Regions from separate parts of the Ovis aries genome. Here region 2 is linked to region 1. The links are chromatin contacts, called in public Hi-C maps. All regions are on one chromosome and are shown on one strand. The core of a region is the stretch at or near the end of the contact, and the rest is flanking DNA. Distances in the headings are between cores, read along the strand shown. Region 1 overlaps HSPA12A (heat shock protein family A (Hsp70) member 12A). Region 2 has its middle 24 kb from the start of VAX1.

Region 1 (5,321 bases), core at 1,493-3,992:
AATGTAGGGCTCTTTAGATCTGTCCAGAGCCATGGAGTCTGAAGATACCCTGGGTCAGTCAGAGCCACGCGGGTGAACACGGATGCTAAGGAGCTGTGGGGGGTGGCACTGTGCACCCCAGCTCTGAGCTCTCTGCCTAAGTGAGGACTTCAAGGGCACACCCCCCCCCCCATCACTCCAGCCCACCTCCATCCTGCCCTGGAAGGCCCAGGTCCTGGAGGAGGAGAGGGATGATGTGAGTGGGACTGTCACCAGTTGGTCTGGAGCTTTCCTTGTTCCTCAGCTTGAAGGCTGTTTCTGCACTGCCTGGGGGACTGGGCCCCAGGCTCACCCTTGGAGGGCACACATTCCCGTCCAGACAGAGCTCTCTTCCTCTTTGCAAGGTGACTCTGCCCCAGCGGCCACTGCTCTGCATTTTTAACCTAGGATGGAGGAGTCTGTGAACCTGAGCCACGAGACAGTGGCAAGAAGTGCACTTGTCACCAGGCTGCTGCCCCCTCAGCCTGCCAGGACCATGTGTTCGCCACCTGGATCTGATTCACCCAGAGCAAACGGAAACAGGCTTCCCTCCAGGTCTCAGGGCTCGATTTGCCTTTTTCTCACAAGGCGAGCTAGAGTTCACGTTTTACATATTCAGGATCGTTGTTTTAATTGGAAGAAAGAGGAATGTCTGCCTGGGCTCTCTATTTCATATACTGATCTTTACTCATTGTTCATAGATAGCCGCTCATGCCAGAATTAGCTGATTGAGCACAGCTCTCCTTGACACTTCTTAAGCACAACATTCACATAGAAGGGAACTGTTAGAATGCCTGCCCTTCCCAAGAGCTCAAGAGGTTTTGTTTTTCTTTCCTTTAATGTATCCTGTCATGCCCACACTGCTCCATGTCTGTGTCCTGTGCCTTGTGGGATTTGCTGTTTTCTGTGCTCAGAGGGGTGTCTTTGGTTTTTGAAATCCTCATGTTGTTGGCCACCATCCCTCAGAGGGTCAGTGAGGCAGGGGTTCCATCTTAACCTTGCTTTTTGGTGAGAACCTCCCTCCCAGAAGGACAGAGTGCTGTGTGGGAAGGCCTGGCAGAGTGCTTAATCAGGGGGTACCCAGGATGGCATCAGTAGCCTGAGTCCCCCATCCTGGGCCATTCTCTGCGTTCTGATGCCACTCCCGGATGGACGTCCAGTGGCCACCACTGAGGAGACCAGAGCTGGCACTCTGTCCCCAGTGCTGCAGGGGCCACTGTTGGCATTATTTGACTCCAAAAAGATTTAACGACATTAGTAAAGGCTACATTTTTCACAATCTTTGGCATATTTGCCTGCAAAACAGGATTTTCTGAGCGCTCAGAACATGTTTTATTAGCTTCACTTGGCTGTTTTTTACACATGCCATTTTCTTGGCCACCTAGACTGTTTTGGAAAGTCAGTCCCCACGGCAAAGTGTTCAGTGTAAGTTCATCTGGAGCTGGGCATAGGAGAGAAGCCCTGAGTCCGGGGACCCCGCAGGCCTGCCGGAGCTCTTTAATCAGGGGTGGCCTGAGGAGCTTAAGGCTGGCCCGATGTTGATGTTTGCCATTCTAATCCCCAGAGGAGATGCTGCTTTGTGAACACTGTGCTCCTTGCTGAAGGAAGCTGGGGGGTCAAGGGTCCTTTATTGGATAACAAGCAGCAGATGTAGGGCTGAGAGACTAAAGATTTGGTGGGGGGCAGAGCAGTGGATTAGAGCCTTTGTCTGTAAAACCAGGATTGCTCTAAACTGTTCAAGGTAGGGGTCATTTGTTGGGTTCACTGTCTCATACTTGGTGCTTTGCCTTCCTCATCACCTACTGTGTGCTTGGTATCACAGTGGGTGCTGACAACAAATCAGAGGGCCAGTCCCTGCTCAGCCTGCGTGGACCTTGGGCCAAGTAGTATCATCCCATTTTATGGATGAGGAAACAAGCTGAGAGAGGTTAAGTGATTTGCCCCAATCCCCATCGTGCGTATGCTCTGGTGCTTCCCAGGCTCCCTCTCACAGCATCTTTCCCTCCTCTTAACATTCCTATTCAGCGTTTTCAGACTTCATTCTAAATTGTTAAGTCTCAAAGGCAGGGGGTCTGCCCTCTGAGGGTTCATTTCAGGCTGCAAGACAGAGTCGTGGGAACGGCAAGTCCCTTGACCTCCCTGACATGGTTTCCTCGTCTGAACACAGGACGATGATCTGGGCCCTGTCCGTCTCACGGGGCTGTCGGGAGCCAGCGGGAGATGAAATACCTATGCATGGCATCACAGCCACTGAGTACCCCAGCCACCCCTAGGTTGTCCCGCATTGTGCAGGAAAAAGGCGGCGTCGGCTTTGCTAGGTTCAGCCGCGCCACCTTGTGGCGGAAGAGCATATCGACTTCAACGGAGTCTGGAAAGGGTTCCTGGCCGGTTTATGCCAGATCCAGTTAGGAAAACATACCCCGCATTCCATGTATCAGACCAAGTTCCTTGATGTGAAATTATTTAACCAAGCGCACTGCAGGCCATTTGGCAGACAGCTTCCTCCCTAGGGCAGCAGAGCCAGGAAACTGACCTATTTTATTTCCATTCCCCTGAAACTGTTCCTGGAGGAAGGGAATCTCACCACGGTGAGCTTTTCAGCAGGGCAGTGGCTAGCTCCAGGCAGATGAATAGATGGAGGCTGGTGGAAATAAGCTCCATGCTGTGGAAGAGCTGGCTTTGTCATTCCCCCTGTTGTACTTATGTAATCATTCCGATCGAGATCACCGAATGTTCTGTTCCCAAACCTCCCGTGCTCTTTCACCTCCACTGACTTCAGGGACTGCGGCTCTTTCATGCTTTCTCACCCGTTGTTATTTTCTTTGTGTTGGCCACTAGCTAAGGAACACGTACGACGTAATCGGCAGAGTCGGACCTTTCTGGTGGAGAATGTCATAGGAGAAATCTGGTCCGAGCTGGAGGAAGGTAGTGACCTTGAATGTCCTTTGCCCCTGCTGGATTGTGTGTGTGTGTGTGTGTGTGTGTGTGTTGGCAAAAATGCATTCCTATTTGTTCCTTTTACACTTTTGGGAAATGTTCCAAATCAGTTGGTTTCACAGACCTGCTTGCCCAGGGAGAGCTCTTTTTGGAGCTGTAATGTTGCATGTTCTAAAACCATATAGGCTCTTCAGAAGAAAAGTAGGAGCTGGAACTCACCAGTTCCAGGATAAGCCTTGTGTTATAAACAGCAGGTCATTCGATGGTGCTGTTACCTTGTCGGCTTGTATGTGCCAGGTATGCAGTGTCGTGTGACATGAATGCTTTAAAGATTCGTTCATCTGTGTTCACAGTCCATGCTAACCAGCACTTCTGGGCAGACGTTATCTCATTCTCTTTGGTCATGAATAACTCACTGTGCTCCTGATTAGCAAATCCATTGTACTACTGGGTGTTGATGGAGCTTAGCTAGGTACACCGTCATCACCTGCCAGATTGTTCCAGGACACAGTGGACAAGTGGTCTGTATAAAGGATGGCTGTTTTATACCAGGTGACAAGTATGTGGTGGTGGACAGTGGCGGTGGCACCGTTGACCTGACAGTCCATCAGATACGGTTACCAGAGGGGCATCTCAAAGAACTGTACAAAGCAACAGGTAAGCCTGAGAAAATGAGGGAAGTGGCTAATGTTCTCATACCTGAGCTGTTTTACTCATTTCTGATTTCTCTCAGCATCTCATTCTTTCAATGCCATCAGCACGTGGGATTATGAGCAATATGGATGTGTGAGACCAGAAAGCAAAATGCCATTAAATGGCCTTTAAACACAAACCGCCATAACTTGGGTCTGGGCCTAAAGAGAGCCTGTTTCAGATCCTGGCCATGATCATCACCTGTGATTTGGTGCTGTGGCTAAGCTTTCCTGGGAGGTCCCAGGATGAGACCACCAAACCAGAGAACGTCTTGTCCTCTTAGGATGGAAGGGATGAGTAATTAGTAGGTCACAGGGACTCGGTGAGGTCTGCTGGCTTCACTGACTCTGTCCTTAGATTTCTTGGGCAGGAATACCACGATGCTCCCAATTAGCTAAATGCATTGGTTTTATTTAACATGTAAATAATTTTAAACCGATTTTTGATGAGTGATTTTTATAGGAAAGTTTTCCCATGTGGAATAAGAAGAACATAAGGGTTTTAAAGAGTAAGTAAAAACACACAGCCATGGTCTGCTGGCTAAGTGGGCCCACGTTTGGGCTACTGTCTTTGGCAGAACCCAGGGTAGGCTGCTACTCAGACTTCGGATTCTGTTTCTGTTTTTGACAGAGTGGTCTCCCATTTTGTTCTTGACCCAGGTGGACCCTATGGATCTTTAGGAGTAGACTACGAATTCGAAAAGCTTCTGTGTAAAATATTCGGAGAGGATTTTATTGAGCAATTTAAAATCAAGCGTCCTGCGGCCTGGGTTGACTTAATGATTGCATTTGAGTCTCGAAAAAGAGCAGCTGCCCCAGACCGAACTAACCCACTGAACATCACCCTGCCCTTCTCCTTCATTGACTACTACAAGAAGTTCCGGGGACACAGCGTAGAGCACGCCTTGAGGAAGAGCAAGTGAGTCGGCTCACATTTGGCTCAGGACAGTCCAGACGGTAGAACATGTTGATGGGAGGGAGGAAGGGGGTGTGGACTCTGAGTTCCAATCTTACACGCTTGCTGTGTGACCTTGGGCAAGTGACTCAACTTTTCTGGTCCTTAGTTTTTTCATCTGGAACATGGGCATGATAATTCCACTTACCTCAAAGGGTTGCTGTGAGGATGAAATGAATTCATATATGCTTAGCACAATGCCTGGGACCTAGAAGGTGCTATTTATGTGTTAGCTATGATTATGCACTAAAAAGATAAGCTTTACGAAAGCAGGGAAGTTTGGCTCCTGCTTTGTCCCCAGAGTCCACAACAGAACCTGTTGTGGGTTCTGTTGTGGGTTACTGAGCACTGAGTAGGTGCTCAGTAAATATTTGTTGAATGAATTATCACCCTGTCTTTTGCATTAGACTGGCTTTCACTGTATCAGGAGAGGGTTGGCCAGAGCCCAAAGTAAAGAGAAATGGAAGAGGTTGTGCCTTAGCTTTTAAGCTCCTAAGGGTCTAGATCCTGGTGGTTTAGGGTATTACTAAGGGATCTTTGGACTTTCAGACCCCCTTGCCCACTCAGACGGGACAGCTGTTCTGCCAGGGCCCGTGACTTGGGTATCCTTTCTACACCCTCACTCTCTCTCTGCTCGCCCCACAGTGTGGATTTTGTCAAGTGGTCCTCGCAGGGGATGCTGAGGATGAGTCCAGACGCCATGAATGCCCTTTTTAAGC
Region 2 (4,656 bases), core at 484-2,983, 440 kb before region 1:
TAACTGTTAAGAACAACTCAGGGACAGGAAAACAGCCATGGAGCTCACAGCAAAAGGAAGACAATCTGATGATTGCACAAATAAACGTGAAGTTTTAACAGTGATGAGTCGTCATGAAGAGAAAGTGTATGGTCCTCTGAGAGCATATGACAGGGGAATCTGGCCTGTTCAGAGAAGGCAGGAGTTAACGAAGCAAAGAGAAAGATGACTTGTGTAAGACCACATTTGGGACGACCAAATCCACTCACTCAGCAGCCAGCATGGACCCTGAGTAACTGGCCGCCTCTTGGGTGCAAGATACAAAGGACAAAGGCCAGTTCTGCCCCAAGGCAGGTATAAGAAAACACTTAGGATTGGGAAGGTCCTTGGAGAGCCCTACAGTCCAAACTCCCAGCCTTATTAATTCTCATTGATGCAAGCTTCCACCCCACCGAATGGTCATTTGTGAGTTCAGCCCTCCCAGGATTAAAAACTCACCTTGTAACAGTATCTCTGCCCCCAGTCTCATCCTTGAGTCCAAGTGAAATCCAGTTTTCAAACCTTCACTAGCTAAAGTCTCATTGAACTCTTGGGCTTCCCAGGTGGCGCTAATGGTTAAGAATCCACCTGCAAAGGCAGGATGGGTAAGAGACATAGGTTCCATCCTTGGGTAGGCAGATCCCCTGGAGGAGGGCATGGCAACCCACTCTAGCAGTCTTGCCTAGAGAATCCCATGCACAGAGAAGCCTGGTGGGCTACAGTCCATAGGGTTGCAGAGTCGGACCCAAATGCACCTGAAGAGACTTAGCAAGCATGGAACTCTGGCTTTAGGGGAAATAATCAAGATACAGTTACCTGCCTAGTCTAAACTTTACACGTATGATTTTTTAATCTTTATGACAGCCTGTGAGGTAACTCTACTGTAACAGAGAAAACCGGTACTTAGAAGGTAATTTGCCCAAGTCAGCTATTAAGTGACAAAATCAAGATTGAAATTCAGGTCATTCTGACACCAGACCTGAAACCCACAGGAAACCCAGAGAGCTCTAGCCAGGATTTTCGGCTAAAATGCAGCTTGCTGAGTTTTTGAACGCTCTCAGGGCGTTTTTCTCCAGATTCTTGTTCGAATGAGTCATCTCTCGCCATCGCGTCTTTCCGGTGGGATTTCGAGGGAGAGAAACTGCTTCACACAGAGATGTAGACAGATAGCATCGGGGACATTCATGTGACCGGCGAGAAGGCCGTGGAATATGTGCCTTTTCGGTTCACAGGATCCGGGCAAGGGGCGGTGGACACGAGGTTGTTGAGCGGGGACGTTTTCTTTTTGAAAATCCAGATGAATACGGTTTTCCTTCACCCCTGAATTAGGTGGATGGATGGAGTTTTTTTCTTTTCTTTTCTCAACCATAGCGCTGGCCTCCGAGGGGCCTAGCGTCCAGTGAAGCCCGGCAGTGGGGTGGGGTTACCCGGCATCGGTGGTTTCTATTCAGGGAGGACCAGGCCCGCTGCTGGGGAACGTGGAGGGGGCCTGGGCCAAGGGCGCTCCCGGGCCAGTTAAGGAAAGCCGCGAGCGCCTCTCGGACCGTCTCTGGGGACAAGGTAGCCACCTCCGTGGGAGATGGAAGAGTGGGACAGGCGGGCGAGGGCGCCCGGGTGGTCGGGCGGCGGAGGGGACCGGGAGGTCGGAGGGATCAGCCCGGAGCCACCAGGGAGACCAGCGCGCGCGGCTTCTTGCCGCCAGGGGGCGCCTCGCTCAGCGCGGCCGACGCCGGGGCTGCGCGCCGGGCAGAACAGTTGCGGAAAGGGTGGGCGGGGTGCGTGCGATCCAACGAAGCCTGGGCCCCACCAGAAAACTCACTCCGACGAGCGCTGGTGGCGCCCTCAACTCGGCCCCACGGGAGGGCGGGGCTTAGGACAGAGAGTGGGGGGCCTTGGGGGAGGCCTGGAAATTGACCGTGACTGGGGCGTGGAGGGTGGGGAGAGGGGTGGATGCCGGGCGTGGCTCCCAGGAGGCAATCGTCGGATATTTACCGACTGGGGAGCTCGGGGACTCCCATCGCAGGGAGCCGCTGGCCCGGGAACCTCATAGTCAAGTCCACTCCATAGCTGACTGCCGGTGCCCTGCGCCGCGACACCCGGTTACACGCAGTACACTCCCCGCACCAACCCCTGGTCCTCGAGACCTTGGTTTTAGGGTGAGGGAGCCAGGGAGGTTTCGCGCGGCGTGGGTACCTGGAAGCATCCCAGGGGACGCAACAGGCGTGGCCTCGCCTGTTTTCTGGACCGTCTGGACCGCTTGATCTCAGTTTCCAGAGAGGGAAGAGGTTTCTTCCCCGAACTTTTGTCCGGATGCTCGGGTGGGTCACTCTGATCTGAGATCGCCTAAGGTACTAGAGACCGAAGCAGACTCGATCAAAGGGTCTGAGGACACCCCAGAACTAATTAATTGAGTGAAAATTCGCGTCAAGGCCTGAGATTCCCGGGAGCCCCCCTCAGCTTCCGTAGGTGCCAACGCAGGGAAAAGGAAACTGCAGTTTAAAGAACATAGCCACTCCAGTGTTCTTGCCTAAAGAATCCCAGGGACGGCAGAGCCTGGTGGGCTGCCGTCTATGGGGTCGCACAGAGTCGGACACGACTGAAGCGACTTAGCAGCAGCAGCAGCAGCAGCAGCAGCATGAGTGGAAACGGAAGAGCGAAAGCCTATGCTTTCTAATGTCACACCAGAAAGGGCTTAGCCTCTGAAAAAAACAGCTGTGTGATCTTGAGCAAGTTACCCCACCTCTCTGAGCTCAGTTTCCTGCTCTGTAAAATGGAGATTTGAAAATTTACCTACCTCTGACCCATCACTGTGAAGATGAAGTGGGATAGTGAACGCGAAGCTCTTAGCCCTGTGTCTGATGCAGGTTAAGGCTGGGTGTGTGACATGTATTAGGCCAAGGTTCTCAACACTAGAAGCTGTCATAAACGGGGATGACTAGCTTCCCAGAGCCGAGAGGAGTGAGCTAAGACCTCCCTTCGAGCAAAGCCTGGGCCCTGGTGGAAGACACCCAGGAAGCGTGGGGACCCAGGGCACAGCCTTCAGGGCTATCACTGCTCTGTATCCACTTCTCCTGAAAACCAGAGTTAGCACCACTGTGGTGCTGCAGGACACCCCCCCCCCCCTTATGGGATGCTCTCTGGGGCACTTTCCTGCAGGGAACACCCACTGTCACCAATGGTGACGCTGACTGAGCACATACTTGAAGAACACTATCTCAATTCTCACAGCCTCCCTAAAAAAGTAGCAAGGAAAGAGATGTACAGAGAGGCTGAAGGTCTCAAGGTCACACCGTCTGCAGGTGACCAAGCTGGAACCCAGAGCGGACCTGGTTTGGAATCTGAACTCCTTCTCTGTGTCGAGTGATCTAAACACCTACCTCTCCCCAAGCCCTAGCCTCAAGCAGGGGCCCAGTCCTCCAGTTGGTGGTGGGTGTCTTGAGGCTGGTACCTACACCGGGCACTAGATGCCCAGTATGGGTTGGAGAAGAGGGTAGTCTTCCTCCAGGCACCTGCAGGAAGGCAGGGCTGTTGGGGACCCATAGGAAGGGGGCAAACTGGGCAGGACTCTGGGCCCTCCTGAGCCACGCCCTGGGGTTCTGAATGGGTCACCTGATACCCACCCATCTCTCCCACTTCGGGGTGCCGAGAAGACCGTGACCCTATCTCCCCTTTCTTTCTTCTCCAGAAAGCCCAGATGCAAAAAAAAAAAAAAAAAAAAAAATGCCCAGGGGACTGGTGTTCATTAAAAGAATGAACCTTCCCAATACTAAGTGAGTCTCCGTATACACAAGTCTTCCCCACTCACACAGGCCTGCAGTGAGGCCTCCTGGCAGCCCTCACATCTCAGCTGACACTTGGGTGCCACAGTCACACCGGGGGCCTGGTTTCGGCAGCCTGGTTTCGGGAGTCCTCTTTGGGAAGGTGAGTGCTTGCGGCGGGACGGGAAGGAAGGCTTTAGAGCTCCGCAGGAGAGCTCTCTCGAGGCCTCCTGGGGAGCTTCTAGAAGAGGGCTTGTGGTCTAAAAAAGGAGAAGGTTAGCCCCAGCCACGGAGCAGGGAGATTGCCACCGCCTAGTAGGGCAGTTTTGGCGCGGGATACCAGGGGGCAGTGCTGCGCAGCAAATGTGGCCGAACCCCAGCTTGCCTCTGGTTCTCCGACTACCCTCTGGTCTCTCAAATCCGCTGCAAAGTTGCACCTAGAGTGCTCCTGACCCCAAAAGGCCCCTGGCCCCAACACGCTAAAGAGGGCGCGCTCCTCTCCCTCCTCGCGGGGCGCTCGGTGCGGCAGTCCTGAATGTCTTTGCTCGCTAAAGACACTGCCACCTGGTTGGTTTTCCACCACTGATTTGGTCCCCAAGAAGCATAAGCTGCGGCGGCGGGGTGCCCCATCGGGTTTTTTTCAGGCCTTGCAGGTCAACAAAGGAGGTTGGAGTTTGGGGGTGGGGGCCAGCCTGCAAAAATGCAGATGCCACTTTGAGAGCAAGGAAAGGGCTGATAGCTTTCTATTGCCTCCCGGATTAGGTAGAAATTGGTCTGAGTAAAGGTCAGCTGAAAGGTGGAGTCCCACCCTTGGTCATGTTGGAGCCAACCCAGGGGGATGAGGGTGGTAGGGAGGATCTTTAGCCCAGGACCCAGCCCC

Evidence for each region. A called contact is a pair of places that touch in the nucleus more often than the background predicts.
Region 2: a contact with region 1 is called in a Hi-C map of hypothalamus, with 5 times the contacts expected there. The contact joins two enhancer-like sites. A contact is called at or near these places in 5 of 16 Hi-C or Micro-C datasets (hypothalamus, liver, mixed tissues and 2 more).

The regions. Positions count from the first base shown.
Region 1 is chr22:36,601,757-36,607,077 of ARS-UI_Ramb_v3.0, reverse strand. HSPA12A (heat shock protein family A (Hsp70) member 12A) reads left to right here. Exons shown (of 13, transcript XM_027960462.2): 9 at 2,857-2,943; 10 at 3,508-3,612; 11 at 4,308-4,566; 12 at 5,248-5,321. Among named protein-coding and RNA genes, the nearest start is that of SPMIP5, 12 kb to the right of the region's middle. Within about 2 kb of position 2,742, at least 12 of the 54 cell types and tissues checked have an H3K27ac peak or open chromatin away from gene starts, as enhancers often do. A contact at or near this core is called in hypothalamus, where this site is marked.
Region 2 is chr22:37,037,473-37,042,128 of ARS-UI_Ramb_v3.0, reverse strand. No RefSeq gene overlaps it. Among named protein-coding and RNA genes, the nearest start is that of VAX1, 24 kb to the right of the region's middle. Within about 2 kb of position 1,733, at least 2 of the 54 cell types and tissues checked have an H3K27ac peak or open chromatin away from gene starts, as enhancers often do. A contact at or near this core is called in hypothalamus, where this site is marked.